Linked DNA regions of Mus musculus: region 2 is linked to region 1. A link is a contact called in public HiChIP or PLAC-seq data. All regions are on one chromosome and are shown on one strand. The core of a region is the stretch at or near the end of the contact, and the rest is flanking DNA. Distances in the headings are between cores, read along the strand shown.

What was found. HiChIP or PLAC-seq counts read pairs in DNA pulled down with a chosen protein or histone mark.
Region 2: a contact with region 1 is called in a FOXA1 HiChIP or PLAC-seq map of pancreatic cancer cells. The contact joins two enhancer-like sites. A contact is called at or near these places in 2 of 39 promoter capture datasets (3T3-L1-derived adipocytes and pre-B cells), 1 of 115 datasets of contacts at active chromatin or transcription factors (pancreatic cancer cells) and 1 of 9 other capture datasets (liver).

The regions. Positions count from the first base shown.
Region 1 is chr10:99,123,013-99,129,629 of GRCm38.p6, reverse strand. Poc1b (POC1 centriolar protein B) reads right to left here. Exons shown (of 12, transcript NM_027740.7): 3 at 4,628-4,799; 4 at 1-147. Among named protein-coding and RNA genes, the nearest start is that of Galnt4, 18 kb to the right of the region's middle. Within about 2 kb of position 5,084, at least 11 of the 459 cell types and tissues checked have an H3K27ac peak or open chromatin away from gene starts, as enhancers often do. A contact at or near this core is called in pancreatic cancer cells, where this site is marked.
Region 2 is chr10:98,947,844-98,954,599 of GRCm38.p6, reverse strand. All of the region lies in intron 1 of Atp2b1 (ATPase, Ca++ transporting, plasma membrane 1), which reads right to left. Among named protein-coding and RNA genes, the nearest start is that of Atp2b1, 36 kb to the right of the region's middle. Within about 2 kb of position 2,754, at least 44 of the 459 cell types and tissues checked have an H3K27ac peak or open chromatin away from gene starts, as enhancers often do. A contact at or near this core is called in pancreatic cancer cells, where this site is marked.

The DNA.
Region 1 (6,617 bases), core at 3,835-6,334:
AGGGAGTAGAGGAAGCGCTGACGGAACATACTCCACACTTTAATGGATTTATCTTCAGATGCTGTAACCAAAAGCTGGCCATCAGCGGAAAAGTCCACACTCCGAACTGGGGCTGTGTGTGCTTTAAATTCTGAAGACTTCCCTTTCCTGGAAACACAGTTTAACAGTGATAAATTAGTTAATTTAATATTCAGTCACCACGCAGTAGTAGAAACTTAAACAGCTTACTGCATACAAAAACCTTAAGAAAGTATGTGAAGGCCATGTGGTGTGCTGGCTTGGTTCATGGAAATCACAGCTGACCCTTGCCTGCACGGGGTTGCTTGCCCTGCCCCTACCATGCACAGCTGCATAGACGCTGGGAAAAGTGGATTTTGAACCGGCAGCTACACTGTACTTTGTGTTGCTTTAGAAGCAGCAATCTGTAGTTTAAAGAAGTTTCCATTCAGAGGAGCAAGGTTGATTAAAACTGAGAACCCCAAGGCAAAGTTTTGAACCAGAGCCACTTGGAGTTGTGTGAGCTACCAGTCTGGGCTGGGAGAAGGTATTTTCTGTGCTACGCTTTTTTATACAGAACGTCTCCTGAGAATCTCCCTTTCCCTACTCCTTGAGCCTCTACCGACCAGCACCAATTACTGAGGCCCAGTGTACACCTGTGGCCTTGCTAACCCCATGGCTGTAATCTTACACTCATGAACAAAACAAAGGTGCTTTCAAGTTACATGTCCATGTTATTTTGTTGACTGGGGAAGAAAAGATAACAGAGCAATGGAGAAGACAATGTGAGCATTGTACGTGAGCAAAAATCTTTTCTTTTCTTTTCTTTTCTTTTCTTTCTTTTTTTTTTTTTTCGAGGCAGGGTTTCTCTGTATAGCTCTGGCTGTCCTGGAACTCACTCTGTAGACCAGGCTGGCCTCGAACTCAGAAATCCTCCTGCCTCTGCCTCCCAAGTGCTGGGATTAAAGGCGTGCTGAGCAAAGTCTTTTAAAATGTAGATGTGGGCTGGTACCTCTGGAGAAGCCCTCACCTAGCCCACTGTGAGTGCACTCTCTTCTTCGGACAGCTCTCCTGTTACCCTGTGCTAAGTAAGTTAAAATCTCTGTGAACACCCCAGCTCCTCTTCACTTCAAAGAAGAAGAATTCACTGCTTGGAGGTGCTGCGATCCAAAGGGAATGCTGGGAAAGTATCAGTGTTATGTTTTCGAGGCATGGCCACGCTGCACTCTAAAGAGGACCTGGTCACTTTGGCATTTAGAAAATCATTCCCTACACAGTATGTGGGGAGACGGCCACGACGCTCACGACGCTCGAAAAAGACAAGACAACGGGATTCAGCCAGCCATCTGTCTAGGTTCTCAAATCTCACATGCTCACCACATGACATGCAAGCACTTGTAGCTCATCCTGTGGTTGCTGCCTTGGGACTGGAGCAACAGCAGCATATCTGCACGAGAGGGGCCGAGAGGAGCTACACGCAGCTTCTCCTCCATGCATTACATCAGCAAACCCCGTGGCTACCTCTTCTTCCTCATGCCCTGAACAGCCTTCTTTTTACTACACCAGTTCTGCTTGCCTTCAGGAGCTCACATCCTCAGCACCCTTCACCTAGATTACTGCCAAAGCCTCTTAGACGGTCTCCCGGCCCTAATCCTCTCCACATCTGCCCCCAGTCACCTACATTCTGTGCCTGTCCCTTGTTGAAAGGCAATGCCATGCTCATAAAGCCGCAGTGTAAACATGAAACTGGCTCTCTCACCGTAAAGAACACCACCTTCCGCTCACTGGCAGGATACCCTGCCGCTGAGGGGAACTTTGTCCCCAGCGTGGCCACAGTGCTTCAAACACAGCTGTGCCTCTGCAGTCCTGCTGGGGAAGACTTTCCCAGCTGGGACCTCAAACCACATGGCTGCTGACCTGCAACAAGGAGTTGAATGACTGCGGTATATCTTGACTTTTGAAACCTAGGTGATTTCTCTTCTCCTAACAGTGTGTGTTCTGAGGACAGGGGTGACATTACTCTCTGTGAGACCGCCATTTCACGTATGTCAGGGACACAGGAAGAGTTCAACAACAGTCTGTTGAACTTCATTGGGAAGACTCAATACTTTAAAACTTCTTGGATTCAGTCTGGTTTGCCCATCCAGATGCCTATAGGGGCAAATGTCACTTAATCATTCATTTCTATCACCAGGCATATGATAATACATATTCAATGACTGATATTATCGATCCAGAACAGTATACTCAGGGATTATATTTCAGTTCATTTTCAAGGGGAGCTCTTGCGAGAAGGAATCAGGTTCACCTAAGCTTGCGCCCATTCAATCCTCGAGACAACAAAGGGAAGGCTTACCCTGTGCAGTGACCAAGAAGCCACAGCCACAGTCAATATCATAAAAACTACTTCCTGCACTCCAGGCTGCACCGCACCCTCAGACTGCCCTACTACACACGTCCTTTCTAGGGCCTCCCCAGCGGGCCTGGCCCGACCTGGGCTCTGCTGCTCCGGAAGCGCAGCAGATGCCAGCGTAGCAGAGTTCCTGTGCTGTTGGCTGGGCTGCTGCCTCGCTCCTCTGTTCTGAATCCAGTCTGACTTCTGTGACTTACTCTGTCCAGCACGAGCAGTACTGTGCAGTCAGCACGAGCAGTACTGTGCAGTTGAGGGCCGAGTCCTTGACAGGTCCTGCAGCTTTTGCTGTTACGGTCCTGGAGCTGTCAGTCGGGGAAAGTCTAGGCTATCCCACAGGAAGAGCAGGCTCAAGGAAAACCAAGGTCCCGGACTTGTGACTGAGGCATACACTTTCAATCTGAGTGGCTGTGTGGGTAACCTCAGCCAACACCAAAATACCCCAAATACCCATAGAATAAAGAGAGGTGATAGTTTTTGGATTAAGGTGCTAACTACGGGGGATTTTAAACAGAAATAGGCAACTAATCACTGATATATAATTCCCAATTGCTCTGGCCTGACTATGACATTTAGAAAGAGAAACCAAGGTACAGAAATACAGTCACTTTGTAGATATATACACCAAGTTAATGATTGGAGATTTTAGCCCACCTACCCGGCTAAGCTTTGCTTCCTGAGATGTCCCAAATCAGTAACACACAAAAGGCTGCAACTCCTTAAACCATGAACTGTCCTAGCTTTCCGAGGCTAAGGATTTTGCAGCACGTTTCTGCCTGAACCCTAAGCCCATTCCCTTCCTCCTCTGAATTTCCTGACAGTCCATGCACATTTCTGTGTCAAGTCTTGGCAAGAGTTTCTACTTCTGTTAGTATACCACTCAGATTGGCAGAATTCCCCTTGGGTGGTGGCAGAATCAAGTTGCTAGCAGCAGGCAATCACTCGTGAGCTTTCTTCCTCTGTAGGTGCCTGGCCCATTTAGTTACACACTGCAAATCAAAACCTGCCACAACAGAATCAAGAGAAATGCTGACACTCCAATCCTCTGGTACAGGACAGAGGAAAGTGGCAGTACATATGGGATTATTAGAAAATATAAGTCTAAAAATATCTAAAGAAGTTGGAGGTCTATATGATACAAGGATGGCTCAACAAGGGCAGCTATTAAAGTTGTTGGTGGGTACAGTGAGAAAGTGGGACCATTCATTTTTTATGGATCTGTGAAATTTTATATACTTAGAATTTAAAACTTAAAAGATATCCTAACTACAAAACTTTTATAATAGACAGGCTATCAGCTCATGTCTGAACAGAAGATCTATTATCAAATAATATAACTTCAGCAAATGCATTAATATAGTATATATATATATGTATGTGTATATATATATATATATATATTAATATATATGAATGTCTTTTCAAGACAGGGTTTCTCTGTGTAGCCCTGGCTGTCCTGGAACTTACTCTATAGACCAGGCTGGTCTTGAACTCAGAACTGTGTCTTTCTTCTCAGTGTTGAGATTACAGGTATATGTCACCATACTCAACAATGATTTATGTATTTGTCGGAAATGTTTTAAACAAGAAGATTCTAGAGCTCCTAAATGAATGATAACAATCAAAGGATGCTCCAGGCACAGGGGTGTCAGGCACAGGGTTGTCAGGCATAGGGGTGTCAGGCACAGGGGTGTCAGCAGGGTCTCTGGGGCCCTTAAAAACCCTGGCTGGGCAGGGACTGTGGGGCTAATAATGAACTTCTGATATACTCCACTGTGTTTCTTTCGGATTTACATAGATATTTCTAACCATCTCCCAAAGCTTCTGACATATTGTGCATATCTCCAGGTTACAAATGATTGTTCAAAAAGAGGGCATAATTTTGAGTTGAATTTTGAGAAACTTGTGTGAAATAGTTTGTCTTTAAAACCAAGGCAGTGGGGTTGGGGATTTAGTTCAGTGGTAAAGCACTTGCCTAGCAAGCAGAAGGCCCTGGGTTCTATCCTCAGCTATGGGAACAAACAAACAAACAAACAAACCTAAATACATAAATAAATAAACAAATAAATAAAATAGAACCTGGGCAGTATATCTGTGACCCTAATGAGTACAGGTCCCTAGGGAGTTGAAACATCGCCCCAAAAGGTGCATTAAGAGCAGGCAGGCCTCAGCACCTTCCACAGCTCCAACCCAGACCCCATCAGTGTTTGCACCTCTTACCTATCAAGAACCCACAGTCTAACAGTTCTGTCCCTCGAGGCAGAGGCTAATAGGTTTCCTTGTGGCGAGAACTGCAGGCTGGTTACAACATCCTTGTGGCCCACGTATCTGTAAGCTCTAGCGTGTGGCTTCAAACTCCATAGCATGAGAAAGGTGTCCCACGAAGCAGTAGCTGTCAGGAAAGAGGAGAACAGGCCGGTGTTGAGATACACGCACGCCTTATCAATAACAAGAAGACAGAGAACTTGGGGGTTGTGGGCTGGCCAGGTAATGACAGAAATATTTTATTATTTAAAAATATTTAAATTTTATTATGGGTCTTCTAAGTTGGTAGTGCCCTGCTACCCAGCAGGGTACTAGCCGCAGTGACTTAGGCAAGCTCAGGGACTGTGCCCTACAAGTAGGAGCACACTGGAGCAAAGTGCATTAGTCACCCTCCCTCAGTGTTACAGAGGGACAAATGAGGTACTTAAAAAAACTATGTGGATATGAGCTCACACAGAAGTCATATCTTAAATAGCACTACTACACCCTTAGCCCAATCCCACCTGTTAATATTTTATCTGTCTGTCTTTGGTTCTCTTTGTACATGAACACGTGTGTATGCAGAGACATTTTTTTTCTTGAACCATTTGAAGACGTGTTGTATAGATCACAGCATCCTCATTCCTAAAAGTTTCTGTGTGCTTGAGCTAAGAGTGTGGCTTCTCTCCCACAGTCACAGGATGGGTAAGCTTAGGACACTATCACCCACCGAGACACCCTACCTTTGTCAACTGAACCAGAAACGCTTTAAAGCTCGGTGAGATGACCTTAAAAATCTGTTTCTGCTCTGTAACTTTATGACACTTGATGATTAATCAAAAGAACTGAGTCAGAGGTTAGCTTAAAAATCGTTAAGTGGAGGAAATATGAATGTGATCAAGAGCGGAAATAAATTCCTTGACAAAGGTGGATTTAATTCATGCCTACAAAACAAGTTCTGTTATACACACATCCCAGAACAGGCCCAACAACGAGGCCTCGCAGGGCCAAGAGGGCATGGCAAGACAAACACACATACCTTGGTCCAAGTGTAGTATGAAACTGCACTTGGGTTTGGAAAAGAGGGTATTTCATGATCTGGGAGAGGAAAATTGTCACTGTCATGGGAGAAGAGATTTCCCTTTTCACATGAATCCATTCTGTATGCATTACAGATAAAATGTCATGGTAAGCTTTGAGAGAACCTAGAGTAGTTTTCTGACTGAGGGTGGCTAAGTTTGCATAAACAGCATATATAAACTATTCAGCATAAAGAGAATGACATTTTGTGCTGCAGTTAAATGAAAAAAAAGTTTGTTCCTTGAAAAAAAAAATCTATCACTGTAAGCAGTGTGTGGCAGCACAGGCCTTTAAATCCCAGTGCTTGGAGGAAGAAGCAGGCCATCTTCATGAGTTCGAGGACAGCCTGGCCTACATAGTTTCAGGCCTCTCAAGGCTGTATATTTCAACAGGCTTCAACCCTTGCTGTAGAAAGAAGGAAAGAAAGGAAGGAACAAAGAAAGGAAGGAAAAAAAGAGAGAGAACCCCAAAATAAAACAAAACCTCCCACTACTTTGCTGAGCATGATTGATCATGTCTGCAATCCCAGCACTCAAGAGTTGGAAGCAAAAAGAGCATACATGACTTAGAGTCTAGCCTGGGCTACAAAGAGTACATTACACGTCAGACTGAGCTACAAAGTAAGTCTCTCTCTCTCTCTCTCTCTCTCTCTCACACACACACACACACACACACACACACACTACACATACACACATACTACACACACACACACATACACACACACACCCTTATCCAAACGTTCACATTGAATGAGACACTGAGTAGGTCAGTCCCTGAGGACATGCACCGAGCAGAACTCTCCCATCATGCCGGCTGGTATCAGAAGTGGAATATACACCTATCCTTTAACTCAGCAGCTACACTCCAAGTTGTACATCAAACA
Region 2 (6,756 bases), core at 1,505-4,004, 170 kb after region 1:
TCAACGGGGGATGCATTCCACAGGGAGAAACAGGCTGGTCATCCAGAGCAAAGCAAGCAAAGACTGAGTAGGCTTGAGGAGGAAAACCCAGGCTTCGTGTAAACCACATTCAGCGTAAAGTGATAGAAGCACACTGTGAGGTTTAGTAGTCTGTGTGTCACAGATGGAAGGAAGTGAGTCACTAGCAGTAGTTACCAGAATTAAAGCGCACACCTGGGCAGGTACTGTTCTAAGTCGTTTTCTGTTACACACAATGTATGGCTCATGCTAGCTAATCCTCCCAATCCCCATGAACAAGGTTGTACTGGTTAGTTTTGTGTCAACTTGACACAGCTGGGGTTATCACAGAGAAAGGAGCTTCAGTTGAGGAAATGCCTCCATGAGATCCAACTCTAAGGCATTTTCTCAATTAGTGATCAAGGGTGAAAGGCCCCTTGTGGGTGGGACCATCTCTGGGCTGGTAGTCTTGGGTTTTAAAAGAGAGCAGGCTGAGCAAGCCAGGAGAGGCAAGCCAATAAAGAACATCCCTCCATGGCCTCTGCATCGGCTTCTGCTTTCTGACCTGCTTGAGTTCCAGTCCTGACTTCCTTGGTGATAAACAGCAGAATGGAATTGTAAGCTGAATAAACCCTTTCCTCCCCAACTTGCTTCTTGGTCATGATGTTTGTGCAGGAATAGAAACCCTGACTAAGACAAATTGGTACCAGCAGAGTGGGGTATTCCTGTGACAACCTGACCATGTTTTGGAGAGGACTGTGGAAGGACTTTGGAACTTTGGGCTTGAAGATCCATCCATTGTTAAGAGCTCTGTCGGATGTTGTGTAGGAGCTTGGAAGATAATGTTGAGAACACTGCAGAAGATGGAGGTCTGGTTTGTGAAATTTCAGAGGGAAAATTAAAGACTCTTTTCAGGGCCATTCCTGTTTTGATTGTGAAGATTCTGTAGTTCTGGTTAGCTGGGGCTGAAGAATCAGCTGTGATTAACAAGATACCAGAACTACTAAAGCAAAAACTTTGCATTACTGGGACTATTGATGCTGGTTAGCTGGAGCTAAGAAATTAGCGGTGATTAAGAAGAGACCAGCATCATTGAGGTGACATCTTCTGGGAAGTGTTTTCTGAGAGCACAGTGGCTGTGTTCCAGATATAGCCAAAGTTGTACATTGTGCTGTGGCTGGACTTGGTAATGTGTAAGGGTCACCCAGGTGGTACTGGTTTTGAAGGCATGAAGGAGTTGAGCAGAGCAGCTGAGGCTTGGCACTGTGAGAGGCCATGGAAGGCCATTGGTGAAAGTGCAGCCTCAGTTGCAATTGATGGCCCAGGACTGAAGGGGTCATGTAGTGTTTTGGAGATGCCAGTACCATGAGATGACCACCAAGAGCAGCAGCAGTAGTGGAGTACAGGCATCTGGAGCCTAGAGGATGATGCGTGTGCTACAAAGGGCATGGCTGGAGAAGTGACCCAAGCCCTTGGAGGAACCCAGAAGATCGTGAGTTGGATCCCAGACATTGGATGGTTGGAGATTGACTTTTGCTTTTGATTGTGACTGTGCCCTGATATTTTCCCTCTTGAAGGAAGAAACTGTTTTAGTGGAGCCCACAGTTAAGAGACTTTTAATTGTAAAAAAGACTTTAGATTTTAAAAGAGATGGATATTTTAAAGAGATTGAAAATTTAAGAATATGTAAAGACTGTGGGACTTTTAAAGTTATTTAGAATGGGAATGAATAAGATTGTAAGGGTTGAGGCTTACTAGTGATGTTTTTGTGTGTCAAGTTGACAAGGGGTCAATTGTACTGGTTAGTTTTGTGTCAACTTGACACAGCTGGGGTTATCACAGAGAAAGGAGCTTCAGTTGAGGAAATGCCTCCATGAGATCCAACTCTAAGGCATTTTCTCAATTAGTGATCAAGGGTGAAAGGCCCCTTGTGGGTGGGACCATCTCTGGGCTGGTAGTCTTGGGTTTTAAAAGAGAGCAGGCTGAGCAAGCCAGGAGAGGCAAGCCAATAAAGAACATCCCTCCATGGCCTCTGCATCGGCTTCTGCTTTCTGACCTGCTTGAGTTCCAGTCCTGACTTCCTTGGTGATAAACAGCAGAATGGAATTGTAAGCTGAATAAACCCTTTCCTCCCCAACTTGCTTCTTGGTCATGATGTTTGTGCAGGAATAGAAACCCTGACTAAGACAAAGGTACAACATGATCTACAAATCCCGATATGATATATATACATATATCCAACATGCTCTTTAGTAACTTTTTACTCTTGTCTGTGTAACCTGTCTGTGCATAGGCAGGATTGGAGAGTTTCTGACATTGACCTTTAAAAAAAAAATCCCTCAAGTGGAATTGAGAGGACCTGGGTTCTCTGCGCCATGTGAAAGCGAGGAGTGGAGGCCCCATCTGTAAACCTCCCTTTCAAATTGCCCACCACTGAAGGACAGGGCTGGGAGGATCTCAGATGTCTGCTGGCCAGTCAGTCCAGCTGACGGAGCGAGCTCTTGGTTCAGTGAGCAACCCTGTCTCAAACAATGCGTGAAAAGTGACAGAGGAGACACCCAGTGCTGACACCTGGCCTCCACTCCATACAGTCAAAAAAGTGTGTACAGTCACACTCATCTACCACACACACAGACAAATGTACTTTAAATACCATAAATCAGTTAAATGGCATTCTGATTTTTATATCCAGCTCATGATCGCTGTCAGGACACTGAGCTTCGGCGACTCCAAGTGTGACTCATTACGAGGTAAATCTACAACAGGATATGATTATTCCCATCCTGTGAGAGAGATCCTCTCAGGGACAGCTCGTCCTCTCCCTCCCAAGATGAGACACGTGGCCACCATCATCTGTTACCTCTTCCTTCTTCCAATCTGAGTGTAAGAATGAACATCAGAGGAACAAGATTTTCGGCTAGGCTATCCTGGCCCTTAATCCCTAGCAGGTCACATCTGCTGGCCTCAGTTTTCTCATGTGTGCACAAGTAAGACGAGTCACCTTCCCCTCCTTATCTACTCTTCTCATGGACAGGCCCCTCCGCATTCCACAGGCAATTCGTACTCTGTGACTGGCTTTTCTAGCCACTTTCTGTCTCTCCCTACCACTTCCTCTATACCTACCTCAGTACAGTCCAAGGTCAGTACCCACTTAGGACTTTAGATTCCTACCCTACTCTATACAGCACGGTGGAATCCAATCGTGTATATCTCTGCACATACAAGGCATTAGAGGCTAGTGCACACCTGAAGGCCCACACAGAAGAGTATGTGTTCAGTTCAGACTGCACCTGCACACTGATTTTCCTCTCCAAGTTCTGTCTGTTGATTTTACTCGCTTGACACTAAAATTTCAAACTCTAAGCCTAAATTCATTCTAGCAACTGAGTCTGGATGTCCTAAAGAGGGACTAACTCACGGAACTCTAACAGAGTTTCTACCAGCCCAGTAAAACATGTCTCTTCAGCCTTTTCTCAGCCTTGCACACATGGGACTCTAAGAGGGAAATGGTATATGTTGCATTTCCTGAGCTTAATTTTAACTTTCTTCCCCTCCCTCCCTCCCCACCCCCCCTCCATTAATACCTACTAATACACCCTGGAGCCAGTGTTTCATAGGTTATTTCAGAAACGCTCCTCCAGTCAATGTTTCTACTATCACTTACTGGTAAAAGCAACTCTGATCTGCTCTATCTACCCAATATTCCTAAGTCAGTCCCTCTATAACAGTGGCTCTCATCTTGTGGGTCACAACCCTTTGGTGGGAAGGGCAATCACATCAGATATTTACATTATGATTCATAACAATATCAAAATTACAGTTGAAGTAGCAATGAAATAATTTTATGACTGGTGTTCACAACATGAGGAACTGTATTAAAAGGTCTCAGCATTAGGAAGGTTGAGGACCACTGCCCTCTAACTCTCCACCTTACTTTTGAAGCATAGTATCTTGCAGAGCCCAGGACTCTTCACCTGGCTGGAGGCTGCCTGGCCAGCAAGCCCCAGAGATCCTCCTGACTGGCCATCAGTGCTGAGTCTACAGATGTGTGCTACCCTACTCAGCCTTTTATGTACGTAGTCAGAATCTGAACTTGCTGAGCCATCTCCTTGGCCCATCAAATTCTCTTCATATTATGTCCCATGTAAGAGTTATAGGTCCTGTCCATTAAATGCAAATGTGGCTACCAACATTTCAGAGCTGCCATAAGGATTAGAACTGAATGTGATATCATTTCTCTGTGATGCAGTTGGAAATCCTTCTTGTTGTGGCAAATGTCATTCAGAGAGCATAAGGGTTTCTAGCTCCTTGAAGCAGCCAGCACTGACATTATAAATATTAGCTAAGACTGGGGGCTTTTAAATAGGTAAATAAGCAATGTGGATAAAATGCAGTAAGAAAATACACAGAAGATGACAACTTACAGGTAGTTTTTCATTTATCAAATATTTAGTGCTGAATACTTTATTACCAAATAGGGCATCTTTCAACTAGTGTATATATTTCAAGTCTGTCATGTCAGTTTAGTTTTAATCCATGAACACATATCAACACGAGAAGAACAGGAATCTTTAAATATTATCTCTTTAGTCCCAGGTATTGTGGGCAGAGATAAAGACACCCCCCAACCCCCCCAAAAGGAAGTTATACAGAACATGTGACTTCTACAACAGGCACAGTAAGGATGTCATTGTCTGCAGAGTTTGATTTGAGATAGCATTTCACTAAGCATGGCAGGTGGGCCTAGGACCTATGATCCTCCTGTCTCAGCCCAGCCTAGCTACATATCCTGATGGTGGTTGATTTTTTTCCCTCCCTCCCTCCCTCCCTCCCTCCCTCCCTCCCTCCCTCCCTCCCTTCCTTCCTTCCTCTTCATGGCTATTTACAGTTCCATAAAATTGAAAGGGAATAAAGGGGTGGTGGTGATGGTTAATTCCAGCTTTCAGATTAGAGTCTTTTGAGGACTGGCAAGAAAAATGCAAGGAATTTGAATGAATATAGGGATAGGTAAACTGTGAGCACAAGGCAGAATTAGAAGAGAATTCTTAAGAACTGTTCTTGCCACAGCAAAGATACGTTGTATTAATATTCCTTTGGCTGACTGAGGTAAGGAAAACCTCTCAGTTTATTATATAACAGATGATTATAATACTGACACTAACAATCGCTAACACTCACATGGTGTTTAATTTGCCTTATTCGGCTGGTACCATAGGAAGAACATATAGTGCAAAGAACTGAAATGCTCTTAAGTCTGAACATTTTGAGGGTCATGTTGGACTCTGCAGCATTTATCATTTTCAAGCTAGGGATGTTCTGTCCACTGCATACCCACACAAATACTGTAAAATATAAAAAGACATCAAAAACTGAAACAGTTTTGGCCCCAGGCATTCCAGCTAAAGGCGACTCCATCAGCAGCACCTCGTTCCTTCCGTTTGGGGAAAGTACAGATAGGAAGGCTAATTAATCCTCCAAGGTCACACAGGTACTAAGGGCAGAGCTAGGATCCACACCCAGTGCCTGCGACATATCCCGCCACATCTCTATGCTCTCTGCATGTATTTAAAAGGACACCTGACCTCTCTGAGACGATCATCTCTTTGGAAAGACAGCAATTCACTAAAATAAAAATAGCCTACCATTAATGTGAAATATTGCCCTGTATTACTGGAAATGCTATTACAGAAAGCACACTTACTTGAATCAGATATCTGAGCACTTAAAAAATGGTCAAATGCTATAATAACCCCAAATCTGCAATGCTTTTACAGGTATTACAGAAACCCTAGCTACACGGGGACACGGGGGGGGGGGGGGAGGGGGAGAGTAATGTTTATTTAAAACGCAGACACTAAAATTTGTACGGTTGTAATCTTGAAGTATCTCCATTTTAAAAATCAGGGACTTTTATTATCATCAATATTTACACTGAAACTCATTAGGTAAAAGGCATCATGTTACATTATAGAAACAAGAAGAGGCAGAGGGTAAAAGTCCTATTAAGTTTACAATCCAAGAACAGAATCCTTCATTAAAAATGGATTAGGAAGCATCAATTTGTTCTAGCAATATGTCTATGCTCATGCTTTCCATAAAACATGTATGCAACAGTATGCAGGGACTCATTATACAAATAGCAATTTATGCCATCCAGTGTTGAAACATCTATGCAACGCTAACTCGCCTATGCTGAAGGCAGCACTACTGCTTAGTCTTATAAATTATGATTCTGAACTCTAAGAACATTGCTGCTATTGCTTCATTAGCAGTCAACCCCTGGAGAGTGGAGGATGGCACAAGACGGACATACGTATGCCAAATGAATCAACAGAACCCCAGTGCTGGAGAAAATACACAAATATAGACTTTTGCAACCTCTCTAGTGTATGGCTATTACATAATTTAGAGCTGAAGCAATGATTCTCTTGTAACTGCGTTCTGGAGAAGTGGCCTCTACAACTGAAGCCTATCACAACATTTCCCCTGCTTCAAACACCAAGATAAATTAGTTAGAAAAGAGCCCTTTCTACTGCCCTAGTCACCACGGTCATTTCAGTATGGAAAAGAACACTGCTTTATCTGAGAGTTATGACAAGGCAGGGTTAAATTTTAGCTGTCAGTATTTTCCAAAAATTAAAGGACAGAAAGTTTCGGAAACAACGTTGAAGAATATGCTGGCTCATTTGCATGCAGGCCGTTAAGGCTCAGGAAGGATTGCTCTACATTCATGTATAGACAACAAGCTCCCAGCCTGTC